Regions from separate parts of the Mus musculus genome. Here region 1 is linked to region 2. Evidence: chromatin contacts called from public HiChIP or PLAC-seq data. All regions are on one chromosome and are shown on one strand. Each heading gives the region's core, a stretch centred on a gene start, on an enhancer-like site or on the middle of the called end of the contact. The rest is flanking DNA. Distances are from core to core; before and after follow the strand shown.

What was found. HiChIP or PLAC-seq counts read pairs in DNA pulled down with a chosen protein or histone mark.
Region 1: a contact with region 2 is called in an Esrrb HiChIP or PLAC-seq map of embryonic stem cells, with 5 times the contacts expected there. The contact joins the promoter of Cmklr1 here to the enhancer-like site in region 2. A contact is called at or near these places in 7 of 39 promoter capture datasets (cranial neural crest, embryonic stem cells, frontonasal cranial neural crest and 2 more), 1 of 15 datasets of contacts at CTCF or cohesin (CD8 T cells), 1 of 484 Hi-C or Micro-C datasets (brown adipocytes), 4 of 115 datasets of contacts at active chromatin or transcription factors (CD8 T cells, bone marrow-derived macrophages, embryonic stem cells and 1 more) and 3 of 9 other capture datasets (adipose tissue, liver and pancreatic islet).

What each region holds. Positions count from the first base shown.
Region 1 is chr5:113,645,579-113,652,085 of GRCm38.p6, reverse strand. Cmklr1 (chemokine-like receptor 1) reads left to right here and starts at 1,696. Exons shown (of 3, transcript NM_008153.3): 1 at 1,696-1,865. It overlaps Gm52823 (a long non-coding RNA gene), which reads right to left and starts at 1,342. Exons shown (of 3, transcript XR_003955975.1): 1 at 1,209-1,342; 2 at 637-928. Gm15736 (a long non-coding RNA gene) reads right to left here. Exons shown (of 3, transcript XR_387582.4): 2 at 6,353-6,489; 3 at 5,472-6,023.
Region 2 is chr5:113,548,747-113,555,441 of GRCm38.p6, reverse strand. It overlaps Wscd2 (WSC domain containing 2), which reads right to left. Exons shown (of 9, transcript NM_177292.3): 2 at 4,108-5,019. The coding sequence starts at 4,507. Among named protein-coding and RNA genes, the nearest start is that of Gm52822, 8.0 kb to the right of the region's middle. Within about 2 kb of position 4,576, at least 10 of the 459 cell types and tissues checked have an H3K27ac peak or open chromatin away from gene starts, as enhancers often do. A contact at or near this core is called in embryonic stem cells, where this site is marked.

The sequences.
Region 1 (6,507 bases), core at 447-2,946, 100 kb before region 2:
CCCTTCCCCCCGCTCCTCCTCCTCTTTATCCTTTCTCCATTCTTCTCTTGTCTTTATCCTCATCTCTCTATCTTTCTTCCCCTCCCTCCCCTCACTCTTATTTCTCCTCCCCTCCCTCTTCTTCTCTCTCCTCCCTCTTTCTTCCCCTCCCCTTCCCTCTTCTCTCTCCTCCCCCTTTCTTCCCCTCCCCTCCCTCTTCTCTCTCCTTTCTTCTCCCCCTCCCCTCCCTCCTCTTCTCTCTCCTCCTCTTCCTTCCCCTCCCTCCATTCTTCTCTCCTCCCCCTTTCTTCCCCTCCCTCTTCTCCTCCCCTCCCTTTGTTCCCCTCCCTCTTCTCTCCTCCTCCTCTGTATTCCCTCCTCTCCTCTCCCCTCCTCTCCTCTCCTCTCCTCTCCTCTCCTCTCCTCTCCTCTCCTCTCCTCTCCTCTCCTCTCCTCTCCTCTCCTCTCCTCTCCTCTCCTCTCCTTCTCCCCCTTTCTTCCCCTCCCCTCCCTCCTCTTCTCTCTCCTCCTTTTCCTTCCCCTCCTCTCCCTCTTCTCTCTCCTCCCCCTTACTTCCCCCCTTCTTCTCTCTCCTCACCCTTCTCCATTACCTTTCCCCTGCTTCCTTTCCTTCTTCTTTCTCTCCCCTCTCCTCACCTGTAAGTAGCTTTAGGCAGCAGGGCTTCCAACCATGACAGACCTCAGCTTGGTCTTAGCTGTGAGCCCGAGCCGGCTGCCTGGGCACAGATTCTGGTCCACGGCCTCAGCATCTCCATCCGCCATGCGTGATCTACTCTTCCAGCCCCGTTGCAGCAGGCATGGTGATGCATGACACTCTCAACCAAAGCACTTGCTATGGATCACACAGGCCAAGGACTGTTATGTCTTCCTTCTGGAGGTTGAGGACTGGGATCTAGCCTGGTTGGGCTCCAGCTCTGCCATCTCCTAGCTGGGTAGCATAGGGTAAGAAACTTAACCTTTCTGTGCCCCAATTTCCTTACCAATAAACAAGGGTAATAAAAATACCTGTCCACAACCACCACTGCCGTAGGGAGGATGTAGTATCAAGTTCCTAGCACTGTGAAGGTTGTGTACTGAGTGCCCAGTACCCTGCCTTGTTCTTGGCTACTTCAACAATTCTGTTGCTGTCGGTGCCAATAAACTAGGCACTATATCAGGTGGTGGGGACAGACTGGGGAAGACAGGCAGCAGGCAGGACAGCGTGATACCTCTGTCAGTGCTTGCTGTGATGTGGAAACCCAGAGTAGTCTGTCAGGGGAGGTTTCTTCATCACGGAGAAGGAGCTGGAAGCCATCTGGCCACACTAGGGGCAAGAATAGCACTCAGAAGTAGGGAACAGCAGGCAAGAGGCCATAGGGCTTGCTACCGTCCCTACTGCGGGCAAAGATAACCAGCTGCGGGTGGGTCTTCAGGTCGGTCAGGAGTAACTTCCCCAGCAGCCTGGTTTCAAGGCTCCATTTGCGGCTCCAGTTGTGCGCCCAGACAAGGGGCGGGTCATTCCTAGTGGGCCGTTACCACCCAGGAGCCCAGCCTGGCTGGCAGGCGAAGCCTCCTCTGGGGGAGTGGCGGGGGGCCCACTCCACACAGCTGGCGCCCCCGCCCTCCCCAGGCTGTTTCCTGCTCCTCCCGCCCCTCCCCGCTCCAGCTGTTTCTCAGGCTGAGTTCTGTCCCTGTCCCCACACAGAACACAGGACAGAGGGAGGCTCTTAGGATGTTGTGCTCCGCGGGGCTCAGACGAAATCTTCTGTGAATGGAAGAAATGCTTCCAAGCAAACAGCCACTACCAGAACAACTGAGAAAGAGGCCAGAGCGCGAGTTCTCAAACCCTGAAGTCGCAGGAGCCGGAGGGGGATATTGGAGAGAAGGTACAGCACTTGGTTCTGAGTCCTGCAGAGGGCGGGAAGGGACGCGCAGGCAGGGACTGGAGCTCCTCTTTGGGTGTGTGTCAAAGGAAAAGTTTCTAGCATAGAATCAGAGCTGAAGAGCGACGCTGGTGTTTGTGAAAACCAGCGTGGCCACCGCAGGCCATCCGTGAGGATGAATCCTTCCTCGACTCAGAGCAAAGCCCACTTGTGCCGTGCCACAGACCACCCCCGTCAGGCTCTCCGGCTCCCGAGAGGACAGTTCAGTGGCTGCTGACAAAGGCTGGCCTTGGGGGCATGTAACTACTGTGAGGTCCACTTCTCTTTTTGTTTTTTAGTATTCTGAGTGACCAGCGCTGCCATGAACACTTTGTGGGATAGTTTTGCTTTGTGTATTAGTCCCGTGGATATATTCCCATAGGTGACCCCATATCACTGTGTGTGTGTGATGCTCTGTGTGATGTCCAGATGTGCAGGCAGAGGGAGAACGTGGGGTGTCTTCTTCTGTCACTCTCTGATTATCATAAGCCTTGTCAAGGTCTCTCATAGACCCAGAGAGAGGCAGAGGCAGGAGGATCTCTGTGAGTTCAAGGCCAGCCTGGTCTACAGAGTGAGTTCCAGGACAGCCAGGGCTACATGGAGAAACCATGTTTTAAAATTATTTTATTTTTAATTATATATATGCATGCCAATATCTATGTGGGTCTGTGCATGTGAGTGCACGTGAGTCCCGGACAAAAGAGGATCAACTTCCCCTACAGCTGGTGTTACATACAGATGCTGATGAAACCATGTCAATGCTGGGAATTGAACCTGGGTCTTCTGGAAGAACAGCTGGTACTCTTAACCACCGAGCCATCGCTCCAGTTCTTCACTACCCTTTTTTAAAGATATGTGAGCTGTCTGGTCATGGCAATTTCTTCCTGCTGACGCTGTACATGGCATGGCATAGGGGTGCAATAGCCTTGAAGCCTTCTTAACACTAGGGCTGCCTGCCTCTGCTTGAGATGCTTCTGCTTGCAACTCTTTATGTGATGGGGCAGGGTCTCTCGCTGGGACCCTGAGCTCACTGACTAGGCTTAGCTGGCTGGGCAGTGAGCCCTATGGATCTTCCTGACTTCTGCTTGCAACTCTTTATGTGATGTGGCTCAGAGAGGACAGGCCACAGGTCTGAGGTCACACAGTGAGGAAGTGGAGGAGGAGGAGGTCTTGTGTTTGCTGTGTCTTAAGAAAGCCTTGATTTCCCTTTAACTCTCTCTCCTTCCCCTTTCCAAGGGGATCTGTGGTTCTGGCTTCTGTCAAGGGCAAGGCTGGCTTGTCTCAGGACCTTGCTGCTGCCAGTGTGTGTGCCTGTTCACAGTTCACTCAAGCTGCAGAAGGGGCTGGCTCGGGACTCTCTTCTGAAAGGCTTAGCTTAAACTTGTGGGGTGTCTGGCATGTGCGAGATATCATCTGAGAGCCAAGGACAAGTGGCTCTGGACTCGCCCAACTCTTTGAGGAGTAGATGAACCCCATACAGGCTTCTATCTACCTCAACCCAGTAGAGAGGTCTCCGCACCCCCATATAGCTGCTTCCACATGGTCTTATAATCTGTCACTCATCTAGTCTGTCTCCTAGCAACCTGGGGCTCACTGAGGCACAGCTCAGTGTTATGTCCCTGGGGACCTCCATCCCCTCCCTAAGAGCTGTCCATGGAGAAGCTGGGCCCCAGTTTTAGCATCTGCAGAATGGGCTGGGAGACTGGACTATAGTCCTGCCTCTTAGATGCCTGATTACGAATGACATCTTGAGGTGGTTTTCTGGACTCGACCATGCCTCACGATGAGGGTTCTAGTAACACCCCCAGTTTGCAGATTAGAAACCCGAGGCCTTTTAGGGTTCTAGAGACAGACCACCACAGACTCTATAGGGCCCCGCAGCTCTAGATCTGGGTTTGTGCCTCAGTTTCCACATCTGTGAGACGGGGTTCTGAACAGGAGCTACCCAGTAGAATTTTTACAAAGGAGAAGTGAGATAGGATCTCCCTGGCAATAATGCTTGGCAGACAGTGGTCCAGTGTGTGTATGTGCAGTATATGTATGTGCAGGTGTATGTGTGTGTGCATGCATGTTCATAGGAGAACAGACCTCTGCCTCCCCAGCACTGGGGTCAAGTGTTCACTGCCACATCCGGCTTTTACATGGTTGCTGAGGCTCAGACTCCAGTCCTTGTGCTGGCTTGGCAAACGCTTCACCCACTGAGCCATCTTCCCAGACCTTATCATGGGGTTTTCAGATTATTAATGTGACTTCTTCCCTGAACCACAGACACCTGTGACATTGTGACTGTCATCGACAGAATTCCAGGGGAGGCTCTGAGCTGGGATCTCTGTCTCTGTCTCTCCATCTCGAGAGACAGAGAGAAGCAGGGTCCTGGATATCTTCCTCTGTCACTGTCTACCTCACTGCTGTGACACCAGGCCTCTTGCCGAATTAACAGCTCACTGTTTCTGCCATAGTCTGACCATCAAGCTCCCCAAATATACAAGTCTTCTCCCCTCAATGTTGGAGTTACAGGCACACACACACTCATCCCCGGCCTTTAATGGGCAAGCTCTCTCACCCCCAGCCCCCTCCCCAGCCCTCGTGAGCATTTCTTAGAGTTCCAGTGTTTATGAATCATGCTGTCTAAAAGGTGAGCCGAGGCCATCTCTGTGCCAACGGGCTCTTCAGAAGGTTCGATGCCCTTCCTACCCGAGAGCGGCTGACGGCCCACAAGTGTTTTCCTGTTTTCCTCTGCCTAGGCTCCTGATGCTTTGCTGTACACTTGAGTTTCTTTTTCCTTCCTAAGCAAGTATTGGTGGATCTCTGTGAAGCCACATGCCCTGTGTCAGCAGTTGAGGCCAGAAGGCTGCGTGGAGAAGTGAAACTCTGCCTTATGGGACACAGCATGTTCCATCTCACCAGGTTACCCCTGGGTGGGGGCTTTGCAGCTCCTTGAAGCTACAGAGTCTGTTTGTCAAAAAAACAAAATGGCCCTGGTGGTTCACGCCTTTAATCCTAGCACTTGGGAGGCAGAGGCAGGCGTATTTCTGAGTTTGAGGCCAGCCTGGTCTACAGAGTGAGTTCCAGGACAGCCAGGGCTACACAGAAAAAAACACTGTCTCAAAAAACCAAAAAAGCAAAACAAAACAAAAACGAAAAACAAAACAAAACAATAACAAAAAAAAACAGACAGAAAGATGCAACCTAAAACCAAAAAAACAAAAAACCCCTGCTCCTCCGGGAAACAGCAGGGCAGTTTACCAGACTCCCTTCAAAGAGTCCCCATAGCTTTACAGTGGGCTGCAAACTGCAGACCTACTCCAAGGTCTCAAGAGATGAATGTTCAAGGTGTTTGTTGGACTTGAGCCATCAAAGGAGAGGCATTCTGATTCTCCTGCTGTTCCCTGCAGTAGGAGGTATAAGCTGCTGAAGACTGTGTGAGCTTCAGGAACAAATAGGCCCGAGAGAACTTACTTTCCCAAACATGAAAAAGGGAGGCCTTTTATTTTATTTTATTTTATTTTATTTTATTTTATTTTATTTTTTTTTCGTGAGTCTTATACCATATTTCCCAGCTGTCTCTAAGCTTCTGGGCTCAAGCAATTCTCCTGCCTCAGCTACCCATGTGCCTGGGGTTGCGGGTGCCCAGCACTGTTCCTGGCTTACAGAAGGTATTTCTAAGTGGCCAGTCCCTTATGCCTTAGTGACTCAGTGACCCAGCGACCCAGCTTGAAGTCTTATTCTCCCTTCTGGTGGAGTACCCCTGGGCTCAGAGGTAGATAGGAAAGTGGGAAGGGCCTTGGTGGGGAAGCCCTGTACATCTGGCGTGTGAGATACAGCTCGGTGGGCCAAAGAATTCTGGGCTTTGTAGTGTGATGTGTTGCAAAGGATTCGGGAATTTGGCATTTTGGCATGGGCAGCTCTTGCCCAGCCACAGCTGTGTCTGGGTCAGAAGACGGGACCTTTACGGATAGCTAAGTGTCCCTGTCACAAATATGGCAGCCCCTTGGCCCTCTTCTTGTCTTTAGTCATTCTCACAGTGATGACTGACTGACCACTATGCTCACTGCGACTCCCAGGTTCTCAACTTCTAAATGCAGATCCTTCTGGGATGCAGGCAGTAGCTGTTCTTGTTCCCTTCCAGAAAAAAAGAGACAGGGTTAACCATGTCACTCTGCACTATGTAAGAGTGGACCCATTTCACATCCACACTCCCCTCCCACACCCTGTGTTAAAAAGCCCCAGGTTAGGACAACCGCCTTGTAGTGGGGGAAGATGGAGTTCAGAGAGGGAGGCACAAGGTGTCTTTCTTGTGCAAGGTCACACAGTTCACAAAAACTGGAACTCACGAACCTTATTCGTGTCCAGTGGTCCCATTGCATGTGGGAGCACTCACAGATGTGTGTGCATACGTTCCAGTGTGTGTGGAAGTGTGGCTAGGGTGGAGATGTTTTTGGCTGGACTACCTCAGGACTCAGCATAGGGAAGTGACCATTGTTCCAAGTGTCCAGCACGACTGTCCCAGGCACTGGTCACGCAGAGATGGAGGTGTCTCGGCTGAGGCTGTGACTGGGCTGGACTCATGGGGTGAAGAGAAGAAACCCTGGAAGATCGAGAAGCC
Region 2 (6,695 bases), core at 3,327-5,826:
CTGGGTTTATAGCACCTAGGCACAGAGCTGGGCTCCTGGGGACATCATTACTCTCTCCAACAAGTGAGATAAAAGTTCTTCCCTGGGTTATTTGAGGTGAGTCCTGTCCTGTGCACAGCCCCTGTCCAACGCTTCCGACTATGGCCTTGTGACAGACACTCAGGAGGCAATGCGGTCAACAGGAGGAAGGTAGCCCCAAACCAACAGGGCTGATGGCATTGTAAGAAGATGACCATGTGACCAAATGAAAGGAGGACACTGGACAGAGTGTGTGGCACCCATGGATGGAGTGGAGAAACAAATGAGAGCAGAGATGTGTGCATATATATTTACACACACAATATATACACATATGTATTGAGTGTATGCATGTTCACAGTATATGTGCACACGTGTAGATGTTCCTGACTGTAAATATGTATGTATGTTTGTGGGTAAGGTGAATGTTCAAGCATGTATACGTGTGTACACACACACACACATGTGTATGGGGTGAACACTTTCCACACGCATGTGCACACTGCAGCTAGCAGCAGGTGTTGTTCTTTAGGTTTTTGCTCCTGCATTCCCTCCATCCTGGTTAGATGGAGTCATGAAGCCACTCACAGGCAGTGCCTGGCTCTCAGTCTCACATGCCTATGTCCAGCAGGGCACTGGCAGCCTGGGAGGGAGCCAGGGTTCAGCAGCAGGCCAGAAAAGTGTTTTGAATTTGGCAGTGCTGATCAAAGGTGCTGAACCTCAAATAACTCCATCAACAGACAGGATGTATTTTCCTAATGACACTGCCTGCCTCTGGGGCTGCCTGCTGAGAGCCCGGAGCTTGGGGCTACTTTTCTATATGTTTTTTTTTTCCTTTCAGTTCATAACACATGTATAAGGTCAACTGATGGGCTTTTTGAGCATTGAGAAGAAGGCACGCATGCTTTGGAAGCCAATAACATCACTTATCTGGCGATCTCTCTAACCAGGGCAAGCCACTGCTCTCTGAATTCTGTCTTACCGTGTAAAACATGGACCAAAACAGCCTCCGATTCATGGAACAGTGCTAGTTAAATAAAGCAATGAATCAACCCTACACGGTCCAGCCCACAGCAGCCGCTCAATGGTTAGCACCGGTATTAACATCTGGACCCAGAGAGTGAGCCAGGCACGTGCGCAGCGCGCTCTAAGCCACGAACAGGAAATGAACTGCAGCGAGCATGAAGCAGGCATTCAATAAACGGCATTGTTACTGCTGACAGCCGTAGTGGCCATGTGACGGTCTCTCAGTATCCCACAGGGGTGGGGTTCAGCATCCCCCCAACATGTGGTGTCCAGCATCCCCAACATGTTAACAAAGTGCAGCATTTGCACAGAACTCAGGCCTCACCTCCCTCTCGTGTTTAGCAGTTCTCTCTAAATGACTTTAGCCCCTAACACAGTGTGAACTCTGGAAATACAAGGGAAAAGCCAGTGTGTGTTCCTTACAAATGCATTTTTCTTAGTAGTAGTTGTTGTTTTTTAATCTGTGGTGGGCTGAATCCCTGGGTATAAGCCCTCAGCTATGGAGAGCTGACTGCATTTGGTTCTCATATCTCACAGGCACGTCAACATACAGATACACAGTCACACGATCCACTGTGTGACCTGTGACATGCATCTGATCAGACTTGGAAGCATCAGAGTACTGGAGCTGGACAAAGCAGAAATCGGGAGGTCCCCTGACAGAGGGAGAGTCACACATTCATTTACCCACTCTGCCACTCAGGCATCCGTTGGGTGCAGCCAGAGCGAGCACCTGGCGCTGTCCCAGGTGCTGACGGGTTGAGTTGGCAAAGACTGGAATACCCCTACCCGCTGGAGCACAGCATGCAGAGACCCAGCTGTTCGAGCAAAATGCCTTTGAATGTGATGTGCATGGCTTCAGGGAGTGTGGCTGTGACCCATGCACCAGATGGAACTGGTTAGGTCACTCTGGAAAGTGGCTATGGGAGGCAGAGGCTCCAAAAAAGGAGCTGTGCAGAGATGTATGTGGGGGAAGAGTCAATAGGCTGAAGGACTAAGCTCCTGAGGCAAAGAGAGCAGGAACTCGCTCTGTGCACAGCAGGGACAGACGCTGCAGTGCAAGAGGGAATCTGAGAACTTAAGGATCAAGCTAGCAGGGACTTTGGGGACTTTAAAGGACAGGGTGTTGTTTGGAGTGGCCAGAGGTGGAATCTGAGGGGCTAAGGTGGAAAGAGCAGTGATTTCTCTAACAGACCAGCCTCTCATTTATGAGATGGCTGCCCTCCTGAGAAAACCCCGGGGGTACTTCCAAGCATTGCTAACTGCCAGTTCTGTCTCAGATGCATTGCTAAGTCCTTGCCGGATCCACACCTCACCGGGCTCTCAGGTCTGTGTGGAAAGGAGCCACTGTGAGATAGGTGTGGAAATTGAGGTATAGAAGGTCAAGCCATTGTCCGAGTCACACAGATGGCTAAGGTGGGCTGGAATCCTAGGCCTGAGTCCCCAGCCTGTTTTGTCTTCTTGTCTCTGTGAGCTCTGGGCTCTCTCACAGGAGAAGATGGTAAGAGTCTTCTAGATAGCTTCTGTGCCAGGTTCAGGCTGCGACTGGGGCGAGAGCCCTTGTCCCTGTCTCTAGGATGAGTCCTTCTGTAAATCCCGTGCCTTCCAGGGGTGAAGAAGAGCACACAAAGGCTTGGGGGACCAATCCTCTCACCCCCCCCATCCTCATCAGGTTCCCCGCACACCCTCTCATTGTAATCTCCTGAGCCATGGCTATGGCAGGTTTCCCCAGCCTGTTGGTCACATGGTAGCTGCCAGTGGAGAGGGGATACCTTCAGAGAAAGCCAGGCATCTGGATAGACGGTACTTAAACCCCAGGTTATATCGACAACAGCTGTGAAACCCTGAACTGGCATCTTTCCCTCTCAAGCCCCCACTTCCACATCTGGTTCTTGATTTTAAATTATTTGTACGTGTGTTGGTGGCTATGTGCCAGAGGCATAAGATCCCCCCTGGAGCTGGGGTTACAGGTAGGTACATACCACCTGACATGGATGCTGGGAGTGGAACTGAGTCCTCTACAAGAACAGTATGCATCTGATCTCTGACCTGCTGGACCATCTGTCCAGTCCCATTTGCTCGTTTGTGAGACGGGGTCTCCTAGCCTAGTCTGACCTCCAATTTTCTATGTAGCTAAGAATGGCCTTGAACTTCTGAGACTTGTTTCTACCTCTGTAGTGCTAGGGTTACAGGTGTGCACTACCCTGCCTGGGGGCTGAGCCCCTGGGGATCCTGCATGGTGGGGAAATGCTCTATTAATTGAGCTACTCACACATACTCCTCCCCCCACCCCAGCCATCCACATCTGTTAAACAGGCATGGGCTCATCTGTATCCCGTTCTAGCCTGTGGTATGTACCAGAAATCAGAATCTTTTTGGGTATAAAAGACTGAGAAAATGCAAGGCAATGGAAATTTACCCAAAGCAGTGTTAGTGCCTGGAATATTGTCTCCTTATTTAGCCCAGGCTAGCCTCTGACTCCTCCCCTCACCAGGGCAGTGTTAGTGCCTGGAGTATCACCGCCAGGACAAGAATTCTTTAGCATGGCCTTAGCTTCACTTTGCTAAGTAGCTGCCATTAATCCTAGGCTCCCAGTGTCTTTTTCTCTTTCTCTCTTTGAAACAGTTTCAAAGAACGCCCAGGCTAGCCTTCGACGCCTCCCAGCTCAGCCTCCCCAGGGCAGGGATGTCGGTATTCACTGCCTGCCCAGCTGCCTCCCTGTCTTTACACCAGGAAGGGTAGCAGGCTCTGTTCAGCACTGTGGGGGGCGCTGATTCTGCACATGTCAAGTGCTCACCACGGATGCTAGGACGATCGGTCGGTGCCCTGGAACCCTGATTCTGGAGTTGCTGTGTGTTTAACAAGCAGTGGGATTCTAAACCAAGGCAAGTGTGGGGTTCAAATGGAACTTGCCAATTAAGGAGTAGCTGTGTGACTCACTGATTATGGATGACAAGTCCAATGTCCCTACATTCACGTGTGTCTGGAGCAACGAGACCAGTTTTGTGGCTGTTATTTCTACATTGGTGCCTGTATTTTCCCTCAATCCCTCCAGGACCTTACCTTTCTCCTCCTCCTTTTCCTTCTCTTTCTCCCGGACAACCCTTCCCTTGAGGGCTCGGCTCCAGGCTCCTCCGTAGTCGCCTAGCTTGGCTCTCTCGCTGGTGTCCTTGCCCTTGAATGTGGGTCCGTACCTGCGTGCAATACTGGAGGCCTCCACCGTGTCCCGGAAACCTCTGCCCAGGTGCAAATCACCCAGGAAAGGCAGCTCCGCTCCTTCTACCGGGCTCCCCGCTGCGGGGCTGGCCTGGCTCTGGGGCACCGCAGGCTGGCCCACGAAGCCCGAGTGCAGGAAGACGAGGCTCCCAGCGGTCAGGTAGATTGCCAGCAGGGTAAAGAAGCGCACCGGCTTCCTGCGGAAATACCGGAAACACCGCTGGAACTTGAACCAGAGCTTGGCCATAGCAGGATCATTCCGGACTTGCTCACTTGGGGCTGGCTGGGTGGATGGCTGGGAAGGGGCGTGGAGGGCGTGGCTTCTTGGGACTTCTCAAGAATGAAACCGCAAGGGCTTGACGCTCTCTGATCCCTCCACAGAGACACTGTAGCAGGAAATCAAGCCAGGCACCTAGCTGAGTCCAGAGGTGACAAGGACAAAGGTTGCTGGAATCCCAAGGTCAAGGTGAGCTGCTTGGGGTCAAGAAAGGGGACTTACAGGACGCAGTCTCCATTCCTCACATTTTGTTCCTCACCCAGAGTGTGGCTAAAGAACTCTAGTGACAAGGACTGGCGGCTGCAAAGTCACTCTGACCCCTTCTTAGCCCCTTGGGCTGTTGAGTCTGATTAGCTCACGGAGAGAGCTCTGATGCTGGCCTCTTCTCTATCTCTAACAGGTGGCCAAGCTGTATGCCACCTTCTGTGGACATGTGCTGAAAGGACTCCATCTGGTCAAGCTTCAGGCCACCGGGCTACCACCTGTAAAACAGTGGAAACAGGCATGAGCCCCCCTCCCCCCGCCCCCAAGCCCGGAATGGAAAGAGGTCCTGTGCAACCTCAAGGGGGTGTGCGGAGGCCCCGAGAGGGCTGGAAGCTCTTGGAGAGCTGGGCTGTGTGGCCTCCAGGAGTGCATAACCCCGCCTCCACTCTCTGCCTCACTGGAACTGGGGCGCTTCAATCACTGTGCTGGAGTCTGGGGTTTGTATAGAATGGGCACACATCCTCCCATGGGTCTCCACATATCTCACATGGCCTAGAACACCTAATACAATCTCAGTGCTCAGGAGTACTTAAAAAGTAATAGCAAAAAAGAACTTTAATGTGCATTCAGTATGGACCCAGTGGGTGCTTGTGTGTGTGTGTGTGTGTCTGGTATGTATGTGTTTGTATGTGTCCGTGTGTATGTATTAGTGTCTGGTATGTATGTGTGTGCCTGTATGTGTCTGTTTATGTATTTGTGTTTCTCTAGCATGTATGTGTGTATATGTATGTATGAGTTGGTATGTATGTATGTGTTTATGTGTATGGATGTTTGTATGTATGAGTTTGTGTTCATGTATGTATATATGTATGTATGTCTCTTTCTGTGTCTGTCTGTCTGTGTGTGTTATGAGTATGTATCTGTGTGTGTCTCTGGTATGTATGTGTGTGTGTATGTATGTATGTATGTATGTGTGTGTCTCTGTGTGTGTGTGTGTGTGTGTGCATGTGTGTGTTATAGCCAGAGTTCAATGTTGAGTAACTTTGTCAGTTACTCCCGTTGTGTTTTGAGACAGGGTCTTTTCAATAAGACTGGAAGCTAGTTTGGCAACACTGGCTGACCAGTGAGCTCCGTGCATCCTCCTGCCTCTGCCCTTCCACTGCTGAGTTCAAGTCCCCATGTTTGCATGGTCAATTCTTCACCCAACTGAGCCATGTCCCCAGCCCCATGCTTTCCCCCTCATGGTTGATTGAATCTGTATGTAGAAGCCACCAGCAGGGCAGAAGCCCCAGCTGCTTGCCCCTCCCTTGTATACAAACTTTTATCAAACATGCATAGATACGTGGGTTCCCCTAAGGCCAAAGAAAACCTTGAGACTTCACTGAGCCCAAATTCATTCCTATGACTCCCCTAAGGAGACCAGCTGTGTTCCAGCTATAGCTGAGATGCTGAGATAAGACATACCTCCCCGGGGCTTGTGTTCTAAGGCAGAAATCAAATCTACGGGCCATCATCTCTGCCTGAGTGGGAGATGGGAAGGGAGAGAAGCAGGCTTAGTAAACAATACATCCGTGTGACCAGCATTGGCTGTGGGCTTGCAGGTGGCCAGCTCTGGGCTGAGCGTCCTCTATAGAATATAATCTCATTTATTCTCTAGTATCTTACAGGTGAGGGAAGGGAGGGCTTCCAGGATGAGTGGGGTAGCACTGCAATTTAAAACCACAGGGTGTTTGTTTGTTTGTTTGTTTGTTTTTAGAGAGGGTTCCATGTAGCCCAGGCTAGATTCAAACTTGCTCTCTAGCTGAGGCTATCCCTGTACTCTCGTTCTTCCTGCTTTTACCTCCCAAATGCTGGGATTACAGGTAAGTGACATCTTGCTTGGCCAAACCACAGCTCTTTACCTTTTTTGACCCCGTCTCTCCACAAACACTCTGGACACTGCTTTGACAATTCA